Linked DNA regions of Mus musculus: region 1 is linked to region 2. Evidence: chromatin contacts called from public promoter capture Hi-C data. All regions are on one chromosome and are shown on one strand. The core of a region is the stretch at or near the end of the contact, and the rest is flanking DNA. Distances in the headings are between cores, read along the strand shown.

Region 1 (6,506 bases), core at 116-2,615, 800 kb after region 2:
ATCCCAGGGAAGAATTTTTTTATTAAAAAAATTATTTCGCCGGGCAGTGGTGGCGCATGCCTTTAATCCCAGCACTTGGGAGGTAGAGACAGGTGGATTTCTGAGTTCGAGGCCAGCCTGGTCTACAAAGTGAGTTCCAGGACAGCCAGGACTACACAGAGAAACCCTGTCTCAAAAAAAAAAAAAAAATTATTTCGTGTGTGTGTGTGTGTGTGTGTTTGTGTGTGTGCTTTGGTGTACATCCTGTGCATGTCTGGTACCGGTGGTGTCCAAAAGAGAGTGTGTAACCTCCTGCAACTAACTGTAGGTTTGAGTCCCTGTGGGCGCTGGGAATCAAACCTGGATCCTCTGGAAGACCATCTAGACTCTTAACTACTGAGCCACCTCTTCAGAAGAACAGATTTTTTTCTCTCTCTCTTTCTTCTTTCTTTCTTTTTTTTTTCTTTCTTCCTTCCTTTGTTTCTTTCTGGACAGAAATTCAATTCTGTCATCATCTAATTCTGGCTGGCCTGAAACTTGCTATGTTTTCAAGGCTGGTCTCAAACTCTACCTACCTCCTGAGTACTAGGACTAAAGGCTTGAGCCACCACACCACCAATCGAGTCGCTGACAAGCTCCTAAATCTAATTCCAATAATACTTTCAATTTAAAATCTCTACGCTCTAATCAGGTAAAGAGGTGACAGGCCTTTAATCCCAGCTCTTGGGTCTTGAAGCCAGCTTGGTCTACAAAACAAGTTCCAGGAGAGAACTACACAGAGAAACCCTTCCTCAAAATAATAACAACAACAACAGCAACATAAAATTAAAAAATATAAGTATCAACCAACCAACCAAATAAATATTAAAAATCTGTGCTCTTAGCCTTGAGATCATTTCCTTATTTGTAGGAGCAAGGACGAGGTGAGAACTACTGAGGTTTTTCAAAGGAATAGCTCTGTGAAGCAGTTTCACACTCACAGAAGGGGAAACAGACACCGTTCATTTGCGTAGAGTCGGGTGGGAGTCCAGGGACAAGAGCAAGTTTCAAATGCGATGCAGTTTCTCTTCCCATCAGATTTCCGGAACCCAAGGTGTCAAGGATGGCCAGGGTGTTAAACCAGAAATGGGGAGGGTGTCACCTAATGGTGAGCCCAAAGTTTTGATGAAGGACCCAAGTACAGACAGAGCGGCATTTGGCCCCTTTTTATTCCTCCCGGCTCTCCTGGTTCTAAACAGACAAGCAGCTGTGTTATCAGGGAGAAGCGAACCCAGAACAAATGAGATCGCCTCTACCACCGGTCCCGCCGGCTCTGCAAACACTACAAGGACCACACTGCCGCGCGGCGCCCAGCTGAAGAGTCGCGTGATCCTGCGCAAACGCAGTGAGATGCAGTTGCCACCGAGTCCGGAACGACAACAGCAGCAAACAGACGAGAGCACCCGGGAAGAGTCGGCGTCGCCAGTGCCGGGACCAGGAGCCTCCGCGAGCAAGATGGCCGCTCCCGAGACCGAGGCCGAGGGGCACGGGCACTAGGTCCGGACCCGCGTACCCCTTTCCCGGACGCCTGCGTCCCCACAAAGACCTCGTGCTTCTAGCAAGACACCCGCATGGATTATTCTCGCTGTGGTCACGAGGCCGTTCCTATAGCGCTCTAGTTGGCCCAGACTGAGAACTCTGGCATCTGGCTGCTCGGAGCTGGAACCTCAGGGAGGTCTGCTGCAACAGGTGCGACCCTGACCGCTCCATGCTCGCGGGCGCGGGGAGGCGTGGCCTCCCCCGGGCCGGCCACCTCTGTTGGCTGCTGTGCGCTTTCACCTTAAAACTCTGGTAAGTGGGTACTGGGGAGAGGAAAGGAGATCGCAGGCGAACCCCATAGTCTACGCCCCAGAAACCAGGACACCTCATCCACAGACGTCCAAAGTGGGTATGCGCTGTCTTCTGCGAGCTCACTGTTGTTCTTACCCCCTTCCCCTTCCTGCAGCGAGGCAGAGGCTCCGGTGCGCGAGGAGAAGCTATCAGGTGGGTGATTGCCCGAGAACCCTGTACCTCTATGGCTTGTTTCTAATGTCTTTTTAGTATACCCAGAACACAGAAAAATAAGGTGCCACATGGAATGAGGGCAAGCACTGTGTTGGGAAGCTAGATGGGCAGAGCCTTTGAGAGAAATGTTTTTTGAATGGTCTTCGGCTGGCCGTTTTTCTCTCTCTCCTTTTAGTGAGCACTTCAACTTCGCCATGTTGGTTGGCAGAAGAGTTTGTGGTGACTGAAGAGTGTACTCCGTGTTCTAACTTCCAGATTGTGAGTATTTGGGTTGTTTGTTTGTTGTTTTGGTAAGCATTCCATTAATGGCTGGGCAGTGGTGGTGCACACCTTTATTCCCAGCACTTGGGAGGCAGAGGCAGGAGGATTTCTGAGTTCGAGGCCATCCTAGTCTACAGAGTGAGTTCCAGGACAGCCAGGGAGGGCTACATAGAGAAACCCTTTCTCGAAAAACCAAACCAAACCAAACCAAACCAAACCAAAAGCATGCCATTAATGTGTCTTTCTTCCTTTCTTCCCAGACTCTTAGGTTATGCTCAAATCATTTTTTTTTTTTTGGTCTGTTTCATTTTATGTATATAGGTATTTTGCCTGCTTGCATATGTATTTGGGGTGGGAGAGATGCCCTAAAAATCCAGAAGAGGTCATCAGATCTCCTAGAATCAGAGTTAGAAAAGATTGAGTTCCAATGTGGGTGCTGGGAATGGAACCCTGTTCTCTCTAAGAGCAACCAGCAACCAGTGTTCTTCACCACCGAGCCATATCTCCAGCCCTCATTTTATTTATTTATTTTATTTTGAGACAGTGTCTCACTATGTAGCACTGTCTGGTCTGGAACAACTCACCATGTAGGCCAGGCTGGTTTTGAACATTGTATTCGTTTTCTGTGGGTCATGTGCCACAGAAGTCAGAGGACAACTTTCTCTCTTCCCACCACATAGATGCAATTTGCTAATCTTCACTACAGATATCTTTACCCACAGAGGCATCTCAGCAGCCCTCAAACTTGAACTTAATTTCCCTCTGAAAATAGGCCTTTTCCACACTGATGGCAGTGTCCTGCTCTGTTCATAAATTTTTTTAATTTATTTTTTTAATTAGGTATTTTCTTCATTTACATTTCAAATGCTATCCCAAAAGTCCCCCAGACCCTCTCCACCTCCCCCCCACCCCCCTACCCACCCACTCCCACTTCTTGGCCCTGGCGTTCCCCTGTACTGGGGCATATAAAGTTTGCAAGACCAAGGGGCCTCTCTTCCCAATGATGGCCGACTAGGCCATCTTCTGATACATATGCAGCTAGAGACACGAGCCCCGGGGGGACTGGTTAGTTCATATTGTTGTTCTACCTATAGGGTTGCAGACCCCTGTAGCTCCTTGGGTACTTTCTCTAGCTCCTCCATTGGGGGCCCTGTGTTCCATCCAGTAGCTGACTGTGAACATCCACTTCTGTGTTTGCCAGGCCCCGGCATAGCCTCACCATAATTTTTAATACATAATAAATTCTGGAATTTCTCTTTATGTCGTAATTGTTCCTCCTTCCACCAACCACCTCCACCATCTATTAGCTCTGTGCTGTCCTCCGCCAGCTCTGGCTCTTTCTGGCCCGCAGGCCTTCTGTTTCTTGTTTACTTCTTCCTAATGTGCTTTTGGATATTTCTTTTGGTAGAAAACAACACCTGAGTGTGGTTCTACAGGGTATGTGGAAAAAATCACATGCAGCTCATCTAAGAGGAATGAATTCAAAAGGTAAGAGTTGTTTCTCTACCCTGTGGTAACCTCTTCTGATCCTATTAGGAAGCTATCTCCCAGTCTTGGTGTAGTTTGGCAGAGGAGGAGAGGGGAGCCAGATTACCCCTAGTTCCTAACCCCGGTCTTCAGCACTATGTTATTGGTTATATTCTCTGATCAAATAATTTGGTCAGGACATGGGGAATGTAGCCCATTAGTAAAGTGCTAGGGTGGGTTATTCCTTGACTCCCAGCTCTCAGGAGGCAGAAGCAGGCTGAGATCAACACCAGCCTGGTCTATGTAGGGGAGGAGTTTAGTGGGTCAAGGCTATATCATAAGTACCTATTCTCAAGTAAGCAGGCAGCAAAGCCAGGTGTGATAACACACATCTTTGATCTCAGCACTCTCAGAAGGCAGAGGCAGACATATTTCTTTCTTTTTTTTTTTTTTTTAAGATTTATTTATTATTATATGTAAGTCATCTCGTTACGGATGGTTGTAAGCCACCATGTGGTTGCTGGGATTTGAACTCTGGACCTTTGGAAGAGCAGTCGGGTGCTCTTACCCACTGAGCCATCTCACCAGCCCCGGCAGACATATTTCTAAGAGAGCCTGATTAGATGCTTCAGTGATTGAAGGCACTTAGCACTATTGCAGAGAACCCTGTTTCAGTTCTCAGCACCTACAAAGTTGGTCTGACTCCAGTTCCCAGGTATCTGCCAGCACCCTCTTTTGGCCTCCTTGGGCATTAAGCACACATATGGATGCTAGAAGTATAGAACTCATTTCAGCAAGTTGTCTTCTAATTGGTTGTTTGTGTGTGTGTGTGTGTGTGTTTGTGTGTGTGTGTTTTCAGACAGGGACAATGGCAACCTCTTCCTTGGCATGAGTATGCACACACAAAATATAAAAAACAAATATAACTTCTTTTTAAAAAAGGAAGAAGAGCTGGGCGTGGTAGTACACCTTATAATCCTAGCATTTGGGAAGTGGAGGCAGGGGAGTTGGGAGTTCAAGGGCAGCTTGAACTACCTGAGACTTTTTTGTTTGTTTTGTTTTTGAGATAGGGTTTCTTTGTATGGATCTGGCTCTCCTAGAACTTGCTGTGTAGTCCAGGCTGGCTTTGAACTCAGATCTCTCTACCTTTGCCTCCCCAGTGCTGGGATTAAAGGCATGGACCACCACCACCACCAGCACCCGGTGAAACTTTATCAGAAAAAAAAAAAAGCAATCAAACTGGTTAATGCTGCTCTGTTTATCTCATCGGAGGCTACAGATTAACTACAGACTAACTAGTTTCTCTTATTTTCAGATAGTGTTTTGGGTGGGCTGCCATGAAGAATGGTAATTAAGAGAAACTGACTTTCCCTGGGAGTGACTGTCCTTTTCTGCCCTCAGCTGCCGTTCGGCTCTACTGGAACAACACTTATTCTGGAAATTTGAAGGCGTTGTGGTGGCTGTAGCTTTAGTCTTCGCCTGCCTTGTCATCGTTCGTCAGCGACAACTGGACAGAAAGGCTCTTGAAAAAGTCAGGAAGCAAATTGAGTCCATATAGCTGAATTTCTACTGTATTATGGTGGCTCTTTACGGACTGTATCTCAGATGGAGAAAGTTCAGCGGCTAATTTGCACTCGTAAACCTGTGGTAGTAGCATTTTCAATGACTTCCTCTTCTAGACCATTAATGAGCACAATAAAAAGTAAAATAGAGCTGGACATGACACAGACTTGGAATCCCAGCACTTGAGAGAATGAGGCAGGAGGATCCTTGGTAACTTTGTAGGCCGACTAGGCTGAACTACATAGTAAGCCTGTCTTTAAAGAGAAAACGGAAATAATAAAGGAGTAAAGAGTTTCCTTTAGTGTAATCATTTGGCTTGGGGAAGACTGGGGGAGGTGGGAGATGCCTTAAATCCTAGCACTTGGGCAGCAGAGAGAGGCAGATCTCTGTGAGTTCAAGACCAGCTTGGACGACATATGGAGCTCCAGGCCAGCAAGGAATACTTAGTAAGACCCTGTCTCAAAAAATTAATTAAAAGCCGGGCGGTGGTAGCACACATCTTTAATCCCAGCACTCGGGAGGCAGAGGCAGGCGGATTTCTGAGTTGGAGGCTACCCTGATCTACAAAGTGAGTTCCAGGACAGCCAGGGCTATACAGAGAAACCCTGTCTCGAAAAAAAAAAAACAACAAAAAAGAAAAAATATTAATTAAATTAAAAAGGGTTGGTGAGTTGGCTCAGTGCTAAAGATCACTTGCTGGGGGCTGGAGAGATGACTACGCTGACTGCTCTTCCAGAGGTCCTGAGTTCAGTTCTCAGCAACCACATGGTGGCTCACAACCATCTGTAATAGGGTCTGATGCTCTCTTCTGGTGTGTCTGAAGACAGTTATAGTGTACTCATATGCATAAAACAAATCTTTAAAAAAAAAGAAAAAAAAGCACTTGCTGCTCTTACCCAGGATAAGGGTTTGGTTCCCAGCTCCCAAGCCCTGTGGCTCACAGTCACTTATAATCCTAGCTTCAGGAGCTGTGATACCCTGTGGCTTCTATGGGCTTGCAGTAAGTGACACAGATAAACTCATGCAGAAACAGACATACATACAAGGAAAAACGAGTACTTCCCTTCTTGGATATAGTCTTTCCATGTATCTAAGCCATTTGTCTGTACGGTGTGTGTGTGTCTGGTACACATGGAGTCCAGAAGAGGATACCAAATCCTGAGCTGCTGCATGGTGTAGGAGCTTGAATATGA
Region 2 (7,247 bases), core at 2,720-5,219:
GCTGTCCTGGAACTCACTTTGTAGACCAGGCTGGCCTTGAACTCAGAAATCTGCCTGCCTTTGCCTCCCGAGTGCTGGGATTAAAGGTCCACCCCCAATTTTTATTGCTGTTTCTTAAGTTGTGGAAGGAATACCAGCCTTACAGGGTTATAACATCAGGCCTCAGAGCTGAGCCATAGTATGTGCCTAGTATGTGATCACTGTTCTCCCTTCCTGGGTCTCCTAGCTAGAGATTTACACCTGCCTCTTCTCTCATCCTTCTCTTTTCAGGATGGCTGGCTTTGATGGCTCAGCTTGGGATGAGGAGGAAGAAGAGCCCCCTGACCATCAGTACTACAATGACTTTCCAGGGAAGGAACCCCCTCTTGGTGGGGTGGTAGATATGAGGCTTCGGGAAGGGGCTGCTCGACCCACTCTGCCTAGTGCCCAGATGTCCAGCCACTTGGGAGCTACACTGGTAAGGAGCCAGGATGGAGATGCTTAAGACCAGGGTGGGAATGGCTGGCTAGGGCCTTGGTCTCACCCAATTTTCTTCTTCTGTAGCCTATAGGGCAGCATGCTGCAGGAGACCATGAAGTCCGTAAACAGATGTTGCCTCCGCCGCCTTGCCCAGGTGAGCACAGTTTGCTGATACGGACAGAGATGAGTACAGAAGGCGGGGCTGGGATTGATGCTGTCTTTTTTTCCTTAACAGGCAGAGAACTCTTCGATGACCCCTCCTATGTCAACATCCAGAATCTAGACAAGGCCCGGCAGGCTGGGGGTGGGGCTGGGCCCCCAAATCCTTCTCTTAATGGCAGTGCACCCCGAGACCTTTTTGACATGAGTGAGTGAGTCTCTTGTAGCCCCACCTTCCGTTGTTCCTTCTTTTCTGCCTGTTCTCCCCTACCTGGCTTCCCACACTGAGTCTGGGTCTCAGGTGATACTGGGGCACCTCTCCCAGCTGTCTCTCTACACCCCTAGAGCCCTTTGAAGATGCACTTCGGGTGCCACCCCCACCGCAGTCCATGTCCATGGCTGAGCAGCTGCAAGGGGAGCCCTGGTTCCACGGGAAGCTGAGCCGGAGGGAGGCCGAGGCGCTGCTGCAGCTCAATGGTGACTTCTTGGTGCGAGAGAGCACGACCACGCCTGGCCAGTATGTGCTCACTGGCCTGCAGAGTGGGCAGCCCAAGCACTTGCTGCTGGTGGACCCTGAAGGTGTGGTAAGTGTGACAGAGGTGTGGCAGGGGCTGGTGTGGTTTTGCTTTCTAGACTTCCTTTGCCGGAGGCTTCCTGTGGACTCCTTTGCCCTTGCTGGACACTTGCATCCACCTGCAGTGGCTCAGGGTTCCTTCCCTGCTGTCCTCGAGTCTGAGCTGTGTTCTTCTCAGTTCTGACCAGTCCTCACATCCCAGTGAAGCCTGCCAGCCCCCAGAGAGTGCTTACTTGATCTTTTGCTAAGTGAGGAAATGACACTGGAAAGGCAGTGGTGCCCAGTGTCAGTGGTTAGGGGGTGGAGACCCCAAATTTTCTCTTGCAAGAGGAGTCAGGAGCCTCCCTAGCTCCTTAGCTTCAAACTCAGGGTTTTGTTTTGTTTTGTTTTGTTTTCAACAAATCTAACCTGCCTTACTATTCCATACAACCTTGGTTTCTTTTCTTTTTCTTCTTTTTTTTTTTAGGGGAGGGGTGGTGGTGAGGTTCAAGACGGGGTTTCTCTGTGTAGCCCTGGAACTCACTCTGTAGACCAGGCTGACCTCGAACTGAAGCGCTCCGCCTGCCCTGCTTCCCCAGCGCTGGGATTAAAGGCTGTGCCGCCACCGCTCTGCTCAGTTTCTTTTCTCTTCTCAGCATTTTTTCCACCTTGGTTTTGCATTGTGTCACTTTTGAGAGACACCAGCTTCCTTCAAGTCAGAATTTTCACTGTCAGCTTCCGTGATTTCTGGTCTCCTTCCCCTTCGCCCAGTTCACTGCCCATTCCCACCCATGTGACTGTCTTTTCTGTAAAGATGCCTGGATAATCACGGCTGCTGGCCCGCCTTCCTCAGTCTTCCTGAGCTCTTCTCTTGACCCAACCTTCTCTCCCTGCCTCCCAGGTTCGGACAAAGGATCACCGCTTTGAGAGTGTCAGTCACCTGATCAGCTACCACATGGACAATCACTTGCCCATCATCTCTGCGGGCAGCGAACTGTGCCTACAGCAACCCGTGGATCGGAAAGTGTGATCCTTCTCAGCTTCTCCAACAGGATGCTCTCCATTTCCGTCTCCCGTATTCTCTAACTTGTGGGACCTCTGTTTTGTGGGTCTGGCCTTGGGTGGGAACTGGGAGCAACGAGGACATGGGTTTAGTGCCCACTTGAGAGAGAGAAAAAGAGGGTTTCAGTAAGGAGCCTGGGGTAGCATCCTGCCTCTGGCCAAACTTCACCAAAGTATTAATGTGCAGAGTGGTCCCTTGTCTGGGCCTTGCCTGTGCCAACCTGATGCCCTTCCCCCCCAAAGGGTGGGTTCTTATAATGGAAAATGCCCTGTGATGATAGGCCCAGTGGAGCAACTGCCCTTTGGGGGAAGGGAAATAATTATACCTCTGGTTTACTCCTGGGTCTTCAGGGTACCCCAGATCCCGCATAACATATCCCACTCCCTCTGCTTCCCCTTAAACTTTGTGCCTTTGACTATCATAGGTCTGCAGATACTTAATGCAGAGTTCTCAGGCCCTTCACGTGTGGACAGGGGTTACTGCCACCTTGGCTTCTGGAGCCCTGTCCTATTCAGCACCCCTTCCTGTGTCTAGGGAGAATAGGGACAGGAGTGGCCGCTATCTGCTCTGCCTTTCGGATGTGCAGCCCTTAAGAGATTGCCCCAAGCCTGAATATGGTGGCGCACGCCTTTAATCACAGCACTCAGGAGGCAGAGACAGGAGGAATTGTGAGGCCATCCGATCTACAACAGAGTGAGTTCCAGGACAGCCAGGGCTATGGAGAGAGAACCTGTCTCCAAAAACCAAAAAGAGCGATTACCCCAGAGCCTTCTTCCTGATGGTAGCGGGGAGGGGCAGGACTGGACCCATCTTGCTCAGTGCCTCCTGACCTCAATGCCTTTCCTCCAAGGGGTCTGTATACATTTCTCAAGCCTGCTCCTCCCATGTTTGCATGTGTGTTATAGTCTACAGCCAAAGTATAGCCCTCACTGTAACCCCATCCTGCCTCCCTCCTTTGGGATAGGTGTGTGCGTCTGACTTGGGCCTCCAGGGTGTGTACAGTCAGTGTGGGTTTTGTGGAGGCAATAAGACTGAAGCAGTAGACAATCCCCAATACCATTTGCAGGTCTGGAACTGCACTCTCTTTTTTAAAAAACATGTATACATTTTAGGGCTGTAGATTTATTTTCCTGGTTTTGTTTTTCATTGCTGACTTTTGAGCACAGAATTATGATAATCAATTACATTTATACATCACCTCGATGACTTTTCCAAACTTTTATTTTTTTTTTTAAACAACTGTTGGGATTTTACTCCCTGGCCTTAACTAGGACAGGATTGTACCCCACTCCTCCCCCCCCCCTTTTTCTTTTTCGCCAAGACAACTGAGCAGAAATTTGGCTGAGCAGTGTTGTGGGACTATGATGTGATAGTTTTAGATCCTACCTTCTGCTTTCGGGCAGCTGCAGCCAGCACAGAAACCTTGCAAGCTCACTCTGTGTGTAGGCTTTCTGGACAAGGAATGGTCGCCAAATTTTTGGTTTGGATGTCTTATACCAAAGGGAAATAGTCTTCATTAAAGTTCGTATTTCTTTTACCTCGGCCTCTCAACTCCTCTGGAAAGTCTGATTGATGGGGGCTGTCTGTGGGAGGTGGTGACGGACCCCATCTGGGCTAGGTCCAGTGGGCTCCAAGCCAGCGCCAGCCCGCAGGCACCAGTTTGCAGAGATTTGGGGAGCTGCGAGGCTGTGCGGTAGGGACGTATCTGCAAGGCGACTGGCTCGCGGCGGGAAGGGGCGTGTCCGGACCGCCCCCAGGCCCACCCGCAGCTCGCACGGCCCCTGTCGAGTGGTGCGTTCCACTCTGCTACCGGGCTAGCTGGGCGGCGACAGGCGCACTTCGGAGGAGTGGCGTGGCGAGGCCCAGCCTTCCTGGGTGCGGCGTCTGGGCCCTTCCCTGCTTTCCCTCCCCACCGCGTTCCGTGGTGGTGACCCATTGGAGTTCCGGTTCCGGTTGCTGTGGCTGCGGGCGGGCGGTGAGTCTGGAGCAGGCGCGCAGTTGGTGCAACGGCTCTGTGCTTTCCCCCTCGGCGTGGCTAGGGCTTGCTGCTGCTCGGGGGGGCTGCGCTGCCCCTGACTCCCCTCCGGGCGATGGTGCGGCCCGAGGACGCCTCCATCCCCCGCCGACGCTGACTCGGGTCCCCAATCCATGGCCGCCTCGGCGCCGCCCCCACCGGACAAGCTGGAGGGAGGCAGCGGCCCCGCACCGCCCCCCGCGCCGCCCAGCACCGGGAGGAAGCAGGGCAAGGCCGGTGAGAGCGCAGAGAAGGGCAGGGGCTGTTGAGGCCCGGGACCCTGGAACCTCGGATGGAACGGTTGGGGGATGGGGGAGGTTGCCTAGGAGCCTGGAGGTAGCCTCAGGTGAGAAGGGTCAGTGGTTGGAGACAGGTGTCACAGAACACTTCAGGTTTTGGATGACACTGAATTGAGACAAACCTGGTAGTTTCAAGAGATTGGGTTATCTTTGATTTGCAGGAAGACGTAGCTGAGAGTATAGTCATACTAGCCATTTTTCATATCTCACCCCTGTTTCTTAAATAAGTAAGCAAGTGTACGTGGAAGTTAGAGTCTGGAGAGTGGCTGGGAGGAAAGAGACTTGTAGAAACCTCGGGAAAACTTGCCTCCGTCTGCCCATTGCTGCTCTTCTAGGTCTGCAAATGAAGAGCCCTGAAAAGAAGCGAAGAAAGTCCAATACTCAGGTAAATGGGGGTCTGTGGTGGGAGTATCGTAGAAGCCCCCCCTGCTTTGTCTAGCTGTGTACCTGGCTGCCCTCTTGTGCTTTCCACCAGGTGCAGGGTCAAGAAAAAAACAGAAATACTCTTCCTTCTTTTTCCTTTCGGATCCTAGTTCTGTCTTGATGACAGCGTTTAGCCCAGCTCCTTTCCCTTCCTTTTTGAGACAAGGTCTCTTGTGTCCCAGACTGGCTTCATATTTGCCGTGTAGCTAAGGATGGCTTTGGATCTTTATGATATTCCTGCTTTGGCTTACCAAAGTGATGGGATTCCAGATGTGCACCGCCATACTGGTTTCTGTAGTGCTGGGGACCCTCTGGACAAGTGCGGGGTCCCTTTCCCAGAACTCTGGAGGAGAGGCATCTGTGAGCTACCACGTGGGTGCTGGGAACAGAACCCAGGGCTTCTGCAAGAGCTGCAAGTGCCCCTAAACCCGTGAGCCATTTCTCCAGCCTGGATTCTTGTTGCTGGTATGACTGGCATGTATCACCAGGCTCAGCTTACTGAATCTTTTCTAAGTGTCATAATGCTACAGTGCTTTAACCGTTTATATTATAAAAATTGAGGAAAATACTAGTTTTATAAAATTAAATACTTCCTGGGCCAGGCCAGCCAGGGTGGCCACACAGAGAAACTCTAAACAAACAAACAAACAAACAAACAAACAAATATTCTGAGTGCCAGCCTACCTATTGTGCACAAAACCATGAGTTCAAACTCCAGGACCTTATAAACCAGATATATACATCCCAGAAACAGAGGTAGGGGGATGAGGACAGTGAGAAGTTCAAGGTCAGCCTGGGTTATAAAAGATACTGTCTCAAAATTTAAAAAATTTAAAAAGTAATTACTTTGAGGTCAGACCTGGGTTTTGTATTTTTTGTGATTTTTGATATTTATTATTATTGTTGTTGTTGTTGTTGTTGTTGTTGCATTTAGCTATATGATGTGTGAGAGGCCAGAGATGTGATCCCTCCAACATGGGTACTAGGAATCACTCTGGTGCTTAACCACTGAGCTATCCCTCCAACCCTATCTGCCTTGTTGGAGTTTTGGTTTTTTAAACAATGCGGTTGCACCGTGGGGTTGTTGCACCATGGGCTTTGCCTTGCACCCTCTAGCGTGTCTAAGGTCAGCCAGAGGTTTGGATCTGAGCTGCGTCAGCCTCCAAAGAGTGTGTTGTGTCTGCGGTGCTCTCCTTGTTGGCCTCTGTCTCCCATCTTCTTCCTGTTTTCACCAGGGTCCTGCATATTCACATCTGACGGAGTTCGCCCCACCCCCGACCCCCATGGTGGATCATCTGGTCGCTTCTAACCCTTTTGAGGATGATTTCGGAGCCCCTAAAGTGGGGGGCGCAGGCCCTCCGTTCCTCGGCAGTCCGGTGCCCTTTGGAGGCTTTCGTGTACAGGGGGGCATGGCAGGCCAGGTACCCCCAGGCTACGGCACTGGAGGAGGAGGGGGTCCCCAGCCACTTCGTCGGCAGCCCCCTCCTTTTCCCCCCAACCCTATGGGTCCAGCTTTTAATATGCCCCCTCAGGGCCCTGGCTACCCGCCCCCTGGCAACATGAACTTTCCCAGTCAACCCTTCAACCAGTCTCTGGGCCAAAACTTTAGCCCACCTGGTGGGCAGGTGATGCCAGGCCCAGTAGGCGGATTTGGTCCCATGATCTCACCGACCATGGGACAGCCTCCTAGAGGGGAGCTGGGTCCTCCTCCTCTCCCCCAACGCTTTACCCAACCAGGAGCACCTTTTGGTCCTTCTCTTCAGAGACCTGGTCAGGGACTCCCCAGCCTGCCCCCCAACACAAGTCCCTTCCCTGGTCCAGACCCTGGTTTTCCTGGCCCTGGCGGTGAGGATGGTGGGAAGCCCTTGAACCCACCGGCTCCCACCGCCTTTCCCCAGGAGCCCCATTCGGGCTCCCCCGCTGCTGCTGTCAATGGGAATCAGCCCAGTTTCCCCCCTAGCAGCAGTGGTCGAGGTGGGGGCACTCCAGATGCCAACAGTCTGGCACCCCCCGGCAAGGCAGGGGGAGGCTCAGGGCCCCAGCCTCCCCCAGGCCTGGTGTACCCCTGCGGTGCCTGCCGTAGTGAGGTAAATGATGACCAGGATGCCATTCTGTGTGAGGCCTCCTGCCAGAAGTGGTTTCACCGCGAGTGCACCGGCATGACCGAGAGTGCCTACGGCCTGCTGACCACCGAGGCCTCTGCCGTCTGGGCCTGTGATCTTTGCCTCAAGACCAAGGAGATCCAGTCTGTCTACATCCGAGAGGGCATGGGCCAGT

The links. Promoter capture Hi-C pulls out the DNA fragments that hold promoters and counts their contacts.
Region 1: a promoter capture Hi-C map of embryonic stem cells shows a contact between it and region 2, with 2.6 times the contacts expected there. The contact joins the promoter of Jtb here to the promoter of Pygo2 in region 2. A contact is called at or near these places in 2 of 39 promoter capture datasets (embryonic stem cells and erythroid cells) and 1 of 115 datasets of contacts at active chromatin or transcription factors (pancreatic cancer cells).

The regions. Positions count from the first base shown.
Region 1 is chr3:90,230,232-90,236,737 of GRCm38.p6, forward strand. It overlaps Jtb (jumping translocation breakpoint), which reads left to right and starts at 1,366. Exons shown (of 5, transcript NM_206924.2): 1 at 1,366-1,809; 2 at 1,964-2,001; 3 at 2,198-2,280; 4 at 3,692-3,771; 5 at 5,152-5,609. The coding sequence starts at 1,727. The coding sequence ends at 5,308.
Region 2 is chr3:89,426,245-89,433,491 of GRCm38.p6, forward strand. It overlaps Pygo2 (pygopus 2), which reads left to right and starts at 3,970. Exons shown (of 3, transcript NM_001293768.1): 1 at 3,970-4,485; 2 at 4,883-4,932; 3 at 6,206-7,247. The coding sequence starts at 4,383. It overlaps Shc1 (src homology 2 domain-containing transforming protein C1), which reads left to right. Exons shown (of 12, transcript NM_001113331.2): 8 at 271-457; 9 at 544-613; 10 at 695-826; 11 at 964-1,202; 12 at 2,073-3,785. The coding sequence ends at 2,201.